3 separate regions of the Sus scrofa genome follow, and all the other regions are linked to region 1. The links are chromatin contacts, called in public HiChIP or PLAC-seq and promoter capture Hi-C maps. All regions are on one chromosome and are shown on one strand. Each heading gives the region's core, a stretch centred on a gene start, on an enhancer-like site or on the middle of the called end of the contact. The rest is flanking DNA. Distances are from core to core; before and after follow the strand shown. Region 1 has its middle 74 kb from the start of GPCPD1. Region 2 overlaps C17H20orf196. Region 3 has its middle 47 kb from the start of C17H20orf196.

Region 1 (3,978 bases), core at 545-3,044:
AACTTGTGGTGACATCATGGATGACATTGGCTAGATCATGAGGTCAGAACAAAGCCAGTGGGTGTTTACAGCAAACACTCATTCAATGTCAATGTTGGCTTTGAAGGTCATCTTGTTCAAAAAGGCAGTTGATGAAACATCCCATCTTAGGAAAGGAGGGGGCCCTCACTACCCCCAGTGCACCTCAAGTTTACACAGTTCTGTTAGTCACAGACTCTTAAAATCTAGGTGAAATGTGTTTCCTCTGTGGGAACTCACTAAAGGTTTGTGGGGTAAATGAAGGTCTTCCTGGCAGAAGCAGGAGATGGAGACCCTCCTCTGGCTATGAGCGGCAGGAAAGTTGTCCCTGGGCCTTCACATTGGGCCTAAGCACCCCATTCCCCCGTCTCCCCCTCCCTGTTTTAGGAGAACCCAAATGGAACGGCTTCCCCACACACATGGCCTCTGACTGCCTGCAGCCTAGACGCAGGCTCTCGGGGGCGGGGGGACAAGCAGTCTGTCACTCCTGCCCCCCAGGCTGCCTCCCCAGAGCTCGCTCCTTTCTCCAAAGCATCACACTCCCAGTGCTGGGAGGGGACGAAGAGAGAGCCGTGACCTTCATGCACGCGGACAACATGGCGGCTCTGAATGGAAATTGCTCAGCTGTGGAGGGTCTTCCTCGCTGCCCCCAGGAAGTGGGGGGTGTCACTCACTCAGGGCTACAGGGTTGTGGGGGGACCAGTGGGTCCCAGGCTGACTCTGCAGCTCTCTTGGAGCACAGGGCAGCTGGGGCAGCGCATCACGCCAGCCGGCCCTTTGCTTCTCCCCTGTGGTCTCCTGGGGGCCCGGCCACATGGGCAGCTCCCCAAGGGCAGCGAAGCTCTGCTCCCAGTCTTATCCAGGTCTTGGGCAGACCCCTGTGGGCAGGGCTTTCCATGTAGCAACAAAGACCAAGTGCCAAGTGGCTTTTTTTTTTTTTTTTTTTTTTTTCCTTTTTAGGGCCAAACTCCTGGCATATGAAGATTCCCAGGCTAGGGGTCCAGTCAGAGCTGGGCATTCAGAGGCATGGGGGGACCTTCGCCTGACCCCACCAACAGGGGACAAGCTTGGGCCATTTTTATTTATTCATCCATGTATCACTTGGGGCCTAGTGAGTGCCAAGCTCTGAGCCAGGTGTTGGGGGTAAATTTGTCCTTATGAAGATAGGGGTGCTAGGCACAGAATCTTGTCCCCCACAGTGTGATGGTGGGTTGAAGACCTGCCCTTCAGTGTGATGGTGTTTGGAGACATGACCTTGGGAAGCAAGTAAATTTAGATGAGGTCATGAGCATAAGATGCTCTCGATGGCTCAGTGCCCCTATAAGAAGGGGAAGGGAGAGTTCTCGTCATGGCTCAGCGGTAACGCACTGGACTAGTATCCACGAGGATGTGCGTTCCATCCCTGGCCTTGCCCAGTGGGTTAAGGATCTGACGTTGCCAAGAGCTGTGGGGTAGGTCACAGATGCGGCTCAGATCCCTTGTTGCTGTGGCTGTGTTGCAGGCTGGCAGCTGCAGCTCCAATTAGACCCCTAGCCTGGGAACCTCCATATGCCACAAGGGCGGCCCTAAAAAGACAAAAATGCGGCGGGGAGGAGGCTGGTTCTCTCCCCCAGTGCACACACCAGGGAGAGGCCACGTGAGGACCCAGGAAGGAGGCCGTCTGCAAGCCAGGACATGGGGACTGACTGCTAGCACCCAGACGATCTTGGACCTCCAGCCTCCAGAACTGTGAGCAATCATTTCCTGTTATCTCTGCCACCTCAGTCTGTGTGTTTTGTCATGGCAGCCCAAGCGGACTAAGACAAAGGGCATGTAAATCAGAAGTATAAAGCAATGTGCCAAGTGCTGTAAGTGGGGTGACGATGTGAGAAAGTTCCAGCTAAACCCCTGCTCTTCTGCAAGCTGCTCAGTGCCCTGGAGCAGGGACCTAGCTGGGCCTGGAAGGTCAGGCCACAGGGTGCAGTTTCTGGCTGCCCAGAAACTGGGCGGGGGTGCAGGGGGAATGGCAGGGGAACTTCGTGTGTCCTTTTGGTCAGGCTCAAATACTGATCATTCTTGGCACCAGCTACACTTTCGTTGGCACAGATGGCAGTCTGGCTAGACAAATCGTTTGGTTTGATTTAAGGGAACTGGTCTGGATAATATAAAGGTGAGACCAACTCAAGGCTGTTGTTCTTAGAGGGTGAAGAAGGGGGTCTCTCCACTTTTCTGCAGGGTGTGCTGGCCCCAGGAATGGCCTGGCATTAGCAAACAGGGATTGGAGCCTGAGTAACCTTATGGCCTGGTGCTCACCCCTGGGGTTCTCTAAGGCACGCGGCAGACAGATCTCCAGGGTGAGTGAGGACTCTGAATTCTCTACTCGACATCCTGCTCAGTTCTAGACCAGTATATCCAGCTGCTCATGGGGACTCTCCCCTTGACTGGGCTCAGACCCTTCAGACAAGACAGGCCCCAAGGGGAGCTCACTATACGGCCTCATGGCAGCACAGGGCAGCATTGTCCACGCAGTTGCTCAGGACAGAAGCCTGGGAGTCACGACCCACACCTCCCTTCCCTCACCCCATGCGGTCACACACAGTCCTGCGGGTCCCGTTGCTCAGTATCTCCGGATCTGAACCTCCCCTCCGCCCCCCATCACTCTGGCCGGCATTGGTGCTGAAGACTCCGCACTTCGCTCCTGGCTGGCCAGTCTCTTTTCTGGACAGTGCGAGTAATAGTGGTACCTGCCTCACTAGGTGGCTGTGATGAATAAAACACTTAATAAACATAAAGCAACAGGGAGCCGTTCCGGTTGTGGCACAGAGGAAATGAATCTGACTAGTATTCATGAGGATGCAGTTTTGATCCCTGGCCTTGCTCAGTGGGACTGACGGCTGTAGCTCTGATTCCACCCCCTAGCCTGGGAACATCCATATGCAGCCCTAAAAAGCCTAAATAAATTGGAGTTCCCATGGTGGCATGGCAGAAACGCATCTGACTAGGAACCATGTGGTTGAAGGTTCAATCCCTGGCCTCACTCAATGGGTTAAGGATGCAGCGTTGCCGTGAGCTGTAGTGCAGCTGTAGTGCAGCTGTAGTGCAGCTGTGGTGCAGCTGTGGTGCAGATGCAGCTCAGCTCCCGCGTTGCTGTGGCTGTGGTGTAAGCCGGCAGCTGTAGCTCCAATTAGACCCCTACCCTTGGAGCCTCCATATGCTGCAAGTGTGGTCCTAAAAAAAAAAAAAAAAAGCATAAATAAATACATACATACATAAATTTTTTTAAAAAAGCCCACCAGGGAGTTCCCTGGTGGCTCAGGATCTAGCATTGTGGCTCGGGTCGCTGCTGTGGCACAGTTTCGATCCCTGGCCCCAGAACTTTTACATGCCACAGATTCGGCCGTTATATACACATATATGCGTATATGTATATGTATTTGTTTGTGAGTGTATTTTTACGTGTACACACATATATATAGTAATGATCTTTTCTCTCGTCTACTAAATACCCACCATTCAGTAAATATGCTCATTTCCGGACCTGTGCTTGGTGCTAAGGTCATAGAGCAGATATTTTCTCTGTGCGGAAAGGTCTTACAGTCTAAGAGAGGAAACACATGAAAAGTAACTGAGGTAAGCGCCCAGGTGATGAAAACCTTGGGCCAGTTCAACTCAAGGAAGCTGGAAAGGAGTTCACAGAGGGGGACCTAATGGGTGATGGCCGTTAAGCAGCCACCTTCTTGGTCTTGCCCATCCAAGTTCATCTGACGTGGCTCAGCCCTCCTCCAGTGAAGCAGGGGGTCAGACCTGGACCTGTCAGTTTCCTGCTTCTGCCATTTCTACCTCCTCAGTTAGACCTACTCCAGGTCCCGCCAGGGGGTCTGGAGTCCCTGGGGGTCCACACATGCTGTATGACATTTCTGTTGACTCACCCATGGTGGCTGGCTTGTATGTTTGGCAACTTGTTTGCATACTGATATTTGG
Region 2 (3,978 bases), core at 1,069-3,568, 220 kb after region 1:
ATAAAAAGACAAAAAAAAAGTAGGTATCACATCATGGCGCTATTTGTTTGCAAACTGGACTCCTTTCATTTCATATCACTATTGACCCCTTCTGCTGATGGCTGATTTCAAGGCAGTTTTGTAGGCAGACAGGATATTTGGATGTCATTCACTGACCTGTTTGTTCCCTTCCAGAAGCCTCCAGAGCAGTGTTGGGTAATATGAGGGCAGAAGGAGGAGCCACAGATGTCTGCAGCAGAGGTGTTTGCTGAAACATGGGGCTTGGTTGGCTAATGTGGCACATGTGCAAAGACAGGATGTTCTTGCTTTGGGAACCTTGGTCACTTCACTCCTTTCAGAAGCAATCAGCTGATGTCTTGGCTCATTCTCTGCCTGAGTGAATGTCCACAACAACATGTGACTGGTTGTCCTCAAACAAGAAGGATCTGGCCAGGTCTCTCTGTCGATTTGTTTTTATACCTCCTATCTTTGGTCTTTGCCTAAATTAGGTGGTAGCTTGGGTTGCAGTTTGGAGGCTCTTCAAACACAGAAAGCTGGGAGGTCTTGGAGTTGGGTTCATCCTAGGTTGGTACTTTCTAGATGGGTTTTGGGGTGAGTTACTCCACTTCTGTCTGTATTTGGGACTGACTCTAAGTGAGGGTAATAATTAGGATTACCTGTAGATGAAGCTTTTAGCACAACATCTGGCATCCAGTAAGCACTCAATAAATGTTAACTACTCGTATTATTATTATTCATGTTATTCTGAAATTGCTTTTGTCATTCAGACATACATCTTTCAAGTTCTGACTGTCATTTTAAGATTTGGATAGTATTCCATAATTTGGAATACTGCCTCCTCCCAAACCTGTTCCTTCTCCTGTCTGCTTTAATGCAGTTGATGATGCAACCCAGTCACCAAAGCTGCCACTCTTTGTTGACTCTTGGTACCTCTTTAGCCCCTTGATCCATGTAGGTATTAAGTTTGACTCTTATTTCTGTTCCTAAATAAATATAACAAGATTTATTGCTGGAGTTCCCTGGTGGCCTAGTGGTTAAGGATCTGACATTGTCACTGGTGTAGCTAGGGTTACTACTGTATCGCGGGTTTTATCCCTGGCTGGAGAGATTGTGCATGCCATGCCCCATGCACTCACCCCTCCCCTTCTACAAAAGAAAAAGAAAAAAAGATTTACTGATGACAACTCATGAGACAGAGTAGCAGAGTGTCCAAGATCTCCCCAGACCCATAATTATTTTACAGAGACGTGGGCAGGGCTGGATGCCCTGCTAAGAGCCCTCCAGTAGAGAACCCAGCACCCACAGGTAGATATCAACCAGGGAGGGTAAACAACTAATTTTTTTTTTTTTTTTTTTTTTTGTCTTTTTAGAGCTGCTGCAGCATATGGAGCTCCCAAGCTAGGGATCGAATCGGAGCTGCAGCTGCCAGCTCATGCCACAGCCACAGCAACACCAGATCTGAGCCACATTTGTGACCTACACCATAGCTCACGGCAACACCAGATCCTTAACCCACTGAGCGAGGCCAGGGATTGAACCCGCATCCTCGTGGATACTAGTCGGGTTCACTATTGCTCAGCCAAAACAGGGACTCCAGGAATACCTTTTTTTGTTTGTTTTTTGTTTTTTTGCCTTTTCTAGGGCTGCTTCTGTGGCATATGGAGGTTCCCAGGTCTAATCGGAGCTGTTGCTGCCAGCCTGTGCCAGAACCACAGCAACACAAGACCCAAGCCGCGTCTGCAACCTACACCACAGCTCACGGCAACGCCGGATCCTTAACCCACTGAGCAAGGCCTGGGATCGAACCCGCAACCTCATGGTTCCTAGTGGGAGTTGTTAACCACTGCGCCACGACGGGAACTCCCTAATTTTTAACAAGAAGTGTCCCAATGCTGAACCCATAAGCCACCTTCAAGGTCTCCAGAGTTCAGCTAGAGAGTGTGTGTATCCAAGTTCATGATCACACCCCGGCCCTGCTGCCCTTCCCAGAGCTGGCAGAGGCCCCATGACCATCCATCCAAAACCACAGGGTTTGTCCTTCCCCAGTCACCCAGTGTGTAAACTGTCCTTGCTTCTCTCACTTTCAACTCCTGACACCCCATGCCACTTGTCGTTGCCCAAGCTGATTCTTCTGGGGCTCATGCTGCCCCCCCCAACCCCCACCATGGCCCAGCCTGCCCCATGTGTGGGGACACCTTCCTGCAAAAAGCCTACCTCCTCCTCTCCATCTTACCATCGTGTTAACACTGTCCCTATGTTTGGGATCGTCCCTGTGTAACTCGAAGGAGGCCTCTGTCACATTCACCTTTGCTCCCCAGTCCCAGTGTGTCAGCAATTGAAGGCCACAGAAGGAAATGCAAATCACCTGTAATCTCACTACCCAGAAATTAAACCACTGAATTAATTGCCACTGAAATTAATCTGGGATATACCCTCCAGACTTTTTTTTTATCTTTTTGTCGTTTTAGGGCCACACCCACGACATATGGAGATTCCAGGCTAGGGGTCTAATGGAGCTGTTGCTGCCAGCCTGTGCCAGAACCACAGCAACGCAAGACCCAAGCCGCGTCTGCAACCTACACCACAGCTCACAGCAACGCCGGATCCTTAACCCATTGAGCAAGGCCAGGGATGGAACCCGCAACCTCATGGTTCCTAGTCGGATTTGTTTCCACTGAGGCACAACAGGAATGCCTACCCTCCAGACTTTTTTTTTGTTTTATCACTACAGGTCTGTATATATTTCATACACACATCCCACACAGAGTATTTTACTTTATGAAATCTGGATCAGACCCTACCTATGGTTTAAAAATGTTGTCCCATTTAAAATGTGGGGTGTTCCCCTTTTCATTAGCTATTCATACAGTCCTTGGATTATAGTGCCATGCAGTAGTTCATCCTTATCAGATAGGCGGCTCATCTTCCAGCTGAAGTTATTCATGGTTTCTTTCTGTGCTGTGAGTATTTGTTTCTCTTGATGAAGAAACAGGATAAGCAAATACTGGGTCTAAAGTGAAGACCAGGAGGACCATTAATGACAGGAAAGTAAATTATTCTGGTTCTCCTGTTATTGGGGCTTTGAGGTGCTTTGAGCCATGACTGTGCTGGGGGTTCCTCTTAGGCGATGCCTTCTGTATTGAATTGTTCTCTTTTGCCATGGCAGGGCGATGGCCACCCAGGATGCCACCCCAGTAGCCAGTGGGAGGGAAGCAATGCTTTGGACCTGCCATCCGCTTGTGACATAAGGGATTACGTGTTGCAGAGACCCAGCCAGGAGGCCAGCAGCGAGGCTTTCAGTTCTGAGGAAGCCCTTTCATTTCCTTGCTCTTCTGATGTGGATCCAGGTAAGAAGCAGAGTTTAAAACAAACACAAAAATCCTAACATAGGCAGGTATGGGATCCTTTGTTTCTCTTGTCCAATGGCTGGGTCCACTGTCTTGGGAAGAAAAACATCTTCTGTAAGCAAAACCGTTGGAAGAGACTTCAAAGGCAGCCTCCCTGGTGTAACTGCGACAGGGAGCTGTTTCCTGGAGGCCCTTTTGTCTGAGTCCCTTTCTGATCTCTGTCCAGAATTCATTCAGACACAGGCAACACTTGGTTCAATAGGGAATGAGTGGAATTGTTTTTCGGTTTTGTTCTTTGAAAACTTCAGAAGAGAGCCACGTGGGCTTGCCCTGTGTCATAGCTAACAGCACTAGGGATGTTAGTCTTCCTCTTATGAAGCCTGGTCTGGATTTGGGGAACAGCTTCTCTTTAATTCCCTGACTGAATTGCCAGAAAGTCTATGATTTAAGGGTTGTTGTTTTTTTGTATTTTTTTTTTTAGGAGCACAACTTTGGCATATGAAAGTTCCCAGGCTGGGGGTCAAGTAGGAGCTGCAGCTGCTGGCCTATACCACAGCCACAGCAATGCCAGATCTGAGCCACATCTGCGACCTACATCACAGCTCAAGGCAACCCCAGATTCTTAATCCAC
Region 3 (3,978 bases), core at 696-3,195, 160 kb after region 1:
GTGACATGGATTGTTTTGAGGGTCTATTATTCTGTATACCACATAGAACAAGCATAATATAATGAAATGAAGAGAAAGGTCATTCCCCAAAGGAAAGACTGCTGGGCAGACAAAAAGCCTAAGGCCTTTACTATAATTTAAGATATTTTTGTTTTGTTTTGTTTTTGCTGTTTAGGGCCGCACCTGCGTTTAGGGCCGTTCCCAGGCTAGGGGTCAAATCGGAGTTACAGCTGCTAGCCGGCCTATGCCACAGCCACAGCAATGCGGAATCCGAACCACATCTTCGACCTGCACCATAGCTCATGACAATGCCAGATCCTTATATAATTTAAGATTAAAAAAAAGATTTAAGAGTTGGTTGGAGTTCCCTGGTGGCTCAAACGATTAAGGATCCAGTGTTGTCACTACTGTGGCTCTGGTTCCTGCTGTGGCCCATGTTCCACCCCTGGCCTGGGAACTTCCGCAGGCCGAAGGCATGACCAAAAAAACAGTAATTTTAAGGGGTTATAGTCACCCATCCTGGTGTACCTTGTCTATATTTTTATTAAGCTTTTGTAGCAGATGTTTATGATGTCCTATGTCACATCCTCTCATCTCACCTAGTTTCACTGTACCTTTGGGAGTCAATTAGTACACATTGCCAGCATCCTTTTTTTTTTTTTTTTTTTTTTGTCTTTTGAGGGCTGCGCTTGCAGCATATGGATGCTCCCAGGCTAGCAGTGGAACTGGAGCTGCAGCTGCCAGCCTGCACCACAGCCACAGCAACGCCAGATCCATGCTACATCTGCAACCTACATTGCAACTCATGGCAATGCTGGATCCTTCAACCCACTGAGCAAGGCCAGGGATCAAACCCACATCCTCATGGATACTGGTCAGATTTTTAACCTGGTAAGCCACAGCAGGACTCCTGCCAGCATCCTTCTAAAGCATAAAGCTCTCTGCTTTCTCTAAGACAATGGAAGGTCACTTAGACCAATTCAGGTGCCTTGAAAGTGCCAGGTAATTAAGATCCCCGAGAGAGATAACATTCATCTAATGGGGGATGCGGGTCAATGGATAAAGGCCAAGTCTCTATCCTCTGGTGGGACACTTCTGATGTGCTTTCTCCATGGTTCTTCAGAGGGTCCCAGCGAGACAGTCTTAGTTGCCCACAGTGGTACCTGGTTCATTAGTACACCCGTGCTGGTTTTTCTCCCCACTCCATCATCTCTGCCTCCTAGGACCATCTCCCAAACAGACTATCTGCATCCATGTCTTTCTCTTCAATTTTGGATTTTGGGGGAAGCCAACCAAGGCGGTGCTTATCACTGCTGTTTGATGGAGAGTTGGTGCTGCAGCTGGCTGCAGGGTAAAACCCTGCCAGTACAAACCAGTAGAGCTTGTTTACAGGCATCTGCTTGGACTGGCTGGCACCCATGTGGTTGGTTGGTGCCTATGCCACCCAGGTCATCTCCAACTAATGAGGTCTACATCAACGCCAGGACATAAATGACTATCCCTGACGTGTCCTTCTTGGCCAATTACAAGGTTCCAGTTCAAGACGTGTGGGTAAGGAATATAAATAGCTTAAGATGATATTCTATTGGACCATGTGCTAAAAGGTCTGTCTACCTAAAATGAGGAGAAAAGGTGATCTAAGGTTACCTTTTTTTTTCCCTTTCAGTTCAGGCTGAGGTCAGGGTTGTTTGTTTGAATTCTGGCAATAACCCTGGGAATTTATTTAGGTGCCAAGGGAAACATGAAGACAGTGGCTCCAGAAAGACTGTGCTGCAAGGCACAGAAGACGGCAGGAGGAAGGGCCTCGCGTTAGACACAACAAATGCCTGGTGTCTTTCCAGGGGGTCAAGCATTCTTTCTCGGCCAACATGGATATAGTTTAACCTATGTGCTAGAAGAGAGATCAGGTGGAAAGCAAAGCCGCAGACGTCAGAAGACTTGGATCAGCTCACTGTGAGCAACTGCCTCCCCCGGAATGCAGCATGCAGCCATTCTCTTATGACATCCTGCCGCCTCCTCCAGGTGCTGGCAGAGCTGAGGATGGGCACTTGGTACACCTGGCAGCTCCCTTATCAGTGTCAGAAAGTACACTCTGAGGCTGCATGTAGGAATTTATTGGGCAGTGTTTTCAGGGACAGTATCTTTTTTTTTTTTTTTTTTTTTTTTTTTGGCCATGGCTTGCAACGCCTTGATATGGAATCTCAATTCCCAGACCAGGAACTGAACTGGGCTGTAGCAGTAAAAGTGCTAAGTCCTAACCACTAAACTGCCAGGGAACTCCCAGGGACAATATCTTTAAGGGGGTATTGGAGAGAGGTTTGGGCTATGATGCTGTCACTGTATAGGCCTCAACTGATCCCACCAGCTCAGGAGCTGGAGTGGTCCTTCAGAGTCATTCTAAATTGAAGCAATTACTCTTTGGACACTGGTACCCCCAGGAAGGGCACATACATCAAGGTACCGGCCAGAGCCTAACACCCCTGGCTGACAATGGGACACTTGTCTTGATTCTGAAGAGGGGATCTTGGTAAACTACCAGACATCTCAGTAGAGCGCCAGGTATGTTGGTAAAGCTCCAGAACGCTGTCCCCTTTGTCACTCAAAGGGCACTCACATCCCACCCCCTTCTTTAGTGACCTTCATCCTTCCCTGGAAATAGGAAGAGTTTCTATTACCTTACAGATGGTGAGGGCTGGCTAAACATAGAAAAAAATTTTGCATTTCAATAAATTACCCTGGCTCCAGTAGATGCAAACTATACATTTATTTATTTATTTTGCTTTTTAGGCTGCATTCGCAGCATGTGGAGGTTCCCAGGCTGAGGGTTCAATCAGAGCTACAGCTGCCAGCCTATACCACAGCCACAGCAATGTGGGACCCAAGCCACATCTGCAAATCTGAGTGATTTCCTCACAGGAGTCCTCATTGAATTGTTTTGTTCTCTTCCTTTTTTTTTTTTTTTTTTTTGTTTTTTATCTTATCTTTTTAGGGCCGTACCCACGGCCTATGGAGGTTCCCAGGCTAGGGTCAAATCAGAGCTATAGCTGCCAGCCTACACCACAGCCACAGCCACATCAGATCCAAGCCACATCTGTGACCTACACCACAGGTCCCAACAACACCAGATCTTTAACCCACTGAGTGGGGCCAGGGATCTATCCCAAGTCCTTATGGATACTAGTTGGATTTGTTACCATTGAGCCACCATAGGAATTCTCCAAGATCCTTAATTTCATCACAACTGCAACAACCCTTTTTTGCTTTCCTTTTTTTTTTTTTTTTTTTTTTTTTTTTAGGGCTGCACCTGCGGCATATGGAAGTTCCCAGGCTCTAATGCAAGCTACAGCTGCTGGCCTATGCCACAGCCACAGCAGACCAGATCTGAGCCATGTCTGCGACCTACACTATAGCTCATGGCAACGTCTGATCCTTAACCCACTGAGTGGGGCCAGGGATAGAACCCACAACCTCATGGTTCCTTGTCAGATTTCTTTCCACTGCACCACGATGGGACCTCCTTTTTTTTTTCTTTTTTGATCATGCCCTCAGGATGGGGAAATTCCTGGGCCAGGGATCAAACCTGAGCCACAGCAGCAGCCAGAGCCACAGTAGGGACAGCACCGAGTCCTTAACCTCTAGGCCACCACTAGAGAACTCCATCCATGTAAGATAATTTACTCAAATTTTCTGGAATTAGGATGTGAACATCTTAGGAGAAGGGACATAACTCAAGTTTACCACACCCTCCATCAACTTCACCATTTAATTCTGGCTCTAATGATAGCAGCTTTCATATGAGCCTTGAAGAGTGAGTTTTAGAGAAAACTCAAAATAGAGCTGGGTATGCAGGTATGTCTGTGCTCTGCCCTATCTCCTCACACTTATCATATCTGGGCTCCAGGCCTGAGTCTCAACTGCCCTCACTTATGATTATCTGCCTGAGGGTTCCTCTGGCTTCCTGAGTTGGTCCTGGCCACG

Evidence for each region. Promoter capture Hi-C pulls out the DNA fragments that hold promoters and counts their contacts. HiChIP or PLAC-seq counts read pairs in DNA pulled down with a chosen protein or histone mark.
Region 2: a contact with region 1 is called in an H3K27ac HiChIP or PLAC-seq map of alveolar macrophages. The contact joins two enhancer-like sites. A contact is called at or near these places in 2 of 47 Hi-C or Micro-C datasets (embryonic fibroblasts and liver) and 2 of 2 datasets of contacts at active chromatin or transcription factors (alveolar macrophages and skeletal muscle).
Region 3: a promoter capture Hi-C map of liver shows a contact between it and region 1, with 4 times the contacts expected there. The contact joins two enhancer-like sites. A contact is called at or near these places in 1 of 5 promoter capture datasets (liver), 2 of 47 Hi-C or Micro-C datasets (epiblast stem cells and liver) and 1 of 2 datasets of contacts at active chromatin or transcription factors (alveolar macrophages).

What each region holds. Positions count from the first base shown.
Region 1 is chr17:14,399,922-14,403,899 of Sscrofa11.1, forward strand. No RefSeq gene overlaps it. Among named protein-coding and RNA genes, the nearest start is that of GPCPD1, 74 kb to the right of the region's middle. Within about 2 kb of position 1,795, at least 4 of the 83 cell types and tissues checked have an H3K27ac peak or open chromatin away from gene starts, as enhancers often do. A contact at or near this core is called in alveolar macrophages and liver, where this site is marked.
Region 2 is chr17:14,616,218-14,620,195 of Sscrofa11.1, forward strand. C17H20orf196 reads left to right here. Exons shown (of 3, transcript XM_021078198.1): 2 at 3,167-3,347. Among named protein-coding and RNA genes, the nearest start is that of C17H20orf196, 7.5 kb to the left of the region's middle. Within about 2 kb of position 2,319, at least 11 of the 83 cell types and tissues checked have an H3K27ac peak or open chromatin away from gene starts, as enhancers often do. A contact at or near this core is called in alveolar macrophages and liver, where this site is marked.
Region 3 is chr17:14,561,611-14,565,588 of Sscrofa11.1, forward strand. No RefSeq gene overlaps it. Among named protein-coding and RNA genes, the nearest start is that of C17H20orf196, 47 kb to the right of the region's middle. Within about 2 kb of position 1,946, at least 5 of the 83 cell types and tissues checked have an H3K27ac peak or open chromatin away from gene starts, as enhancers often do. A contact at or near this core is called in liver, where this site is marked.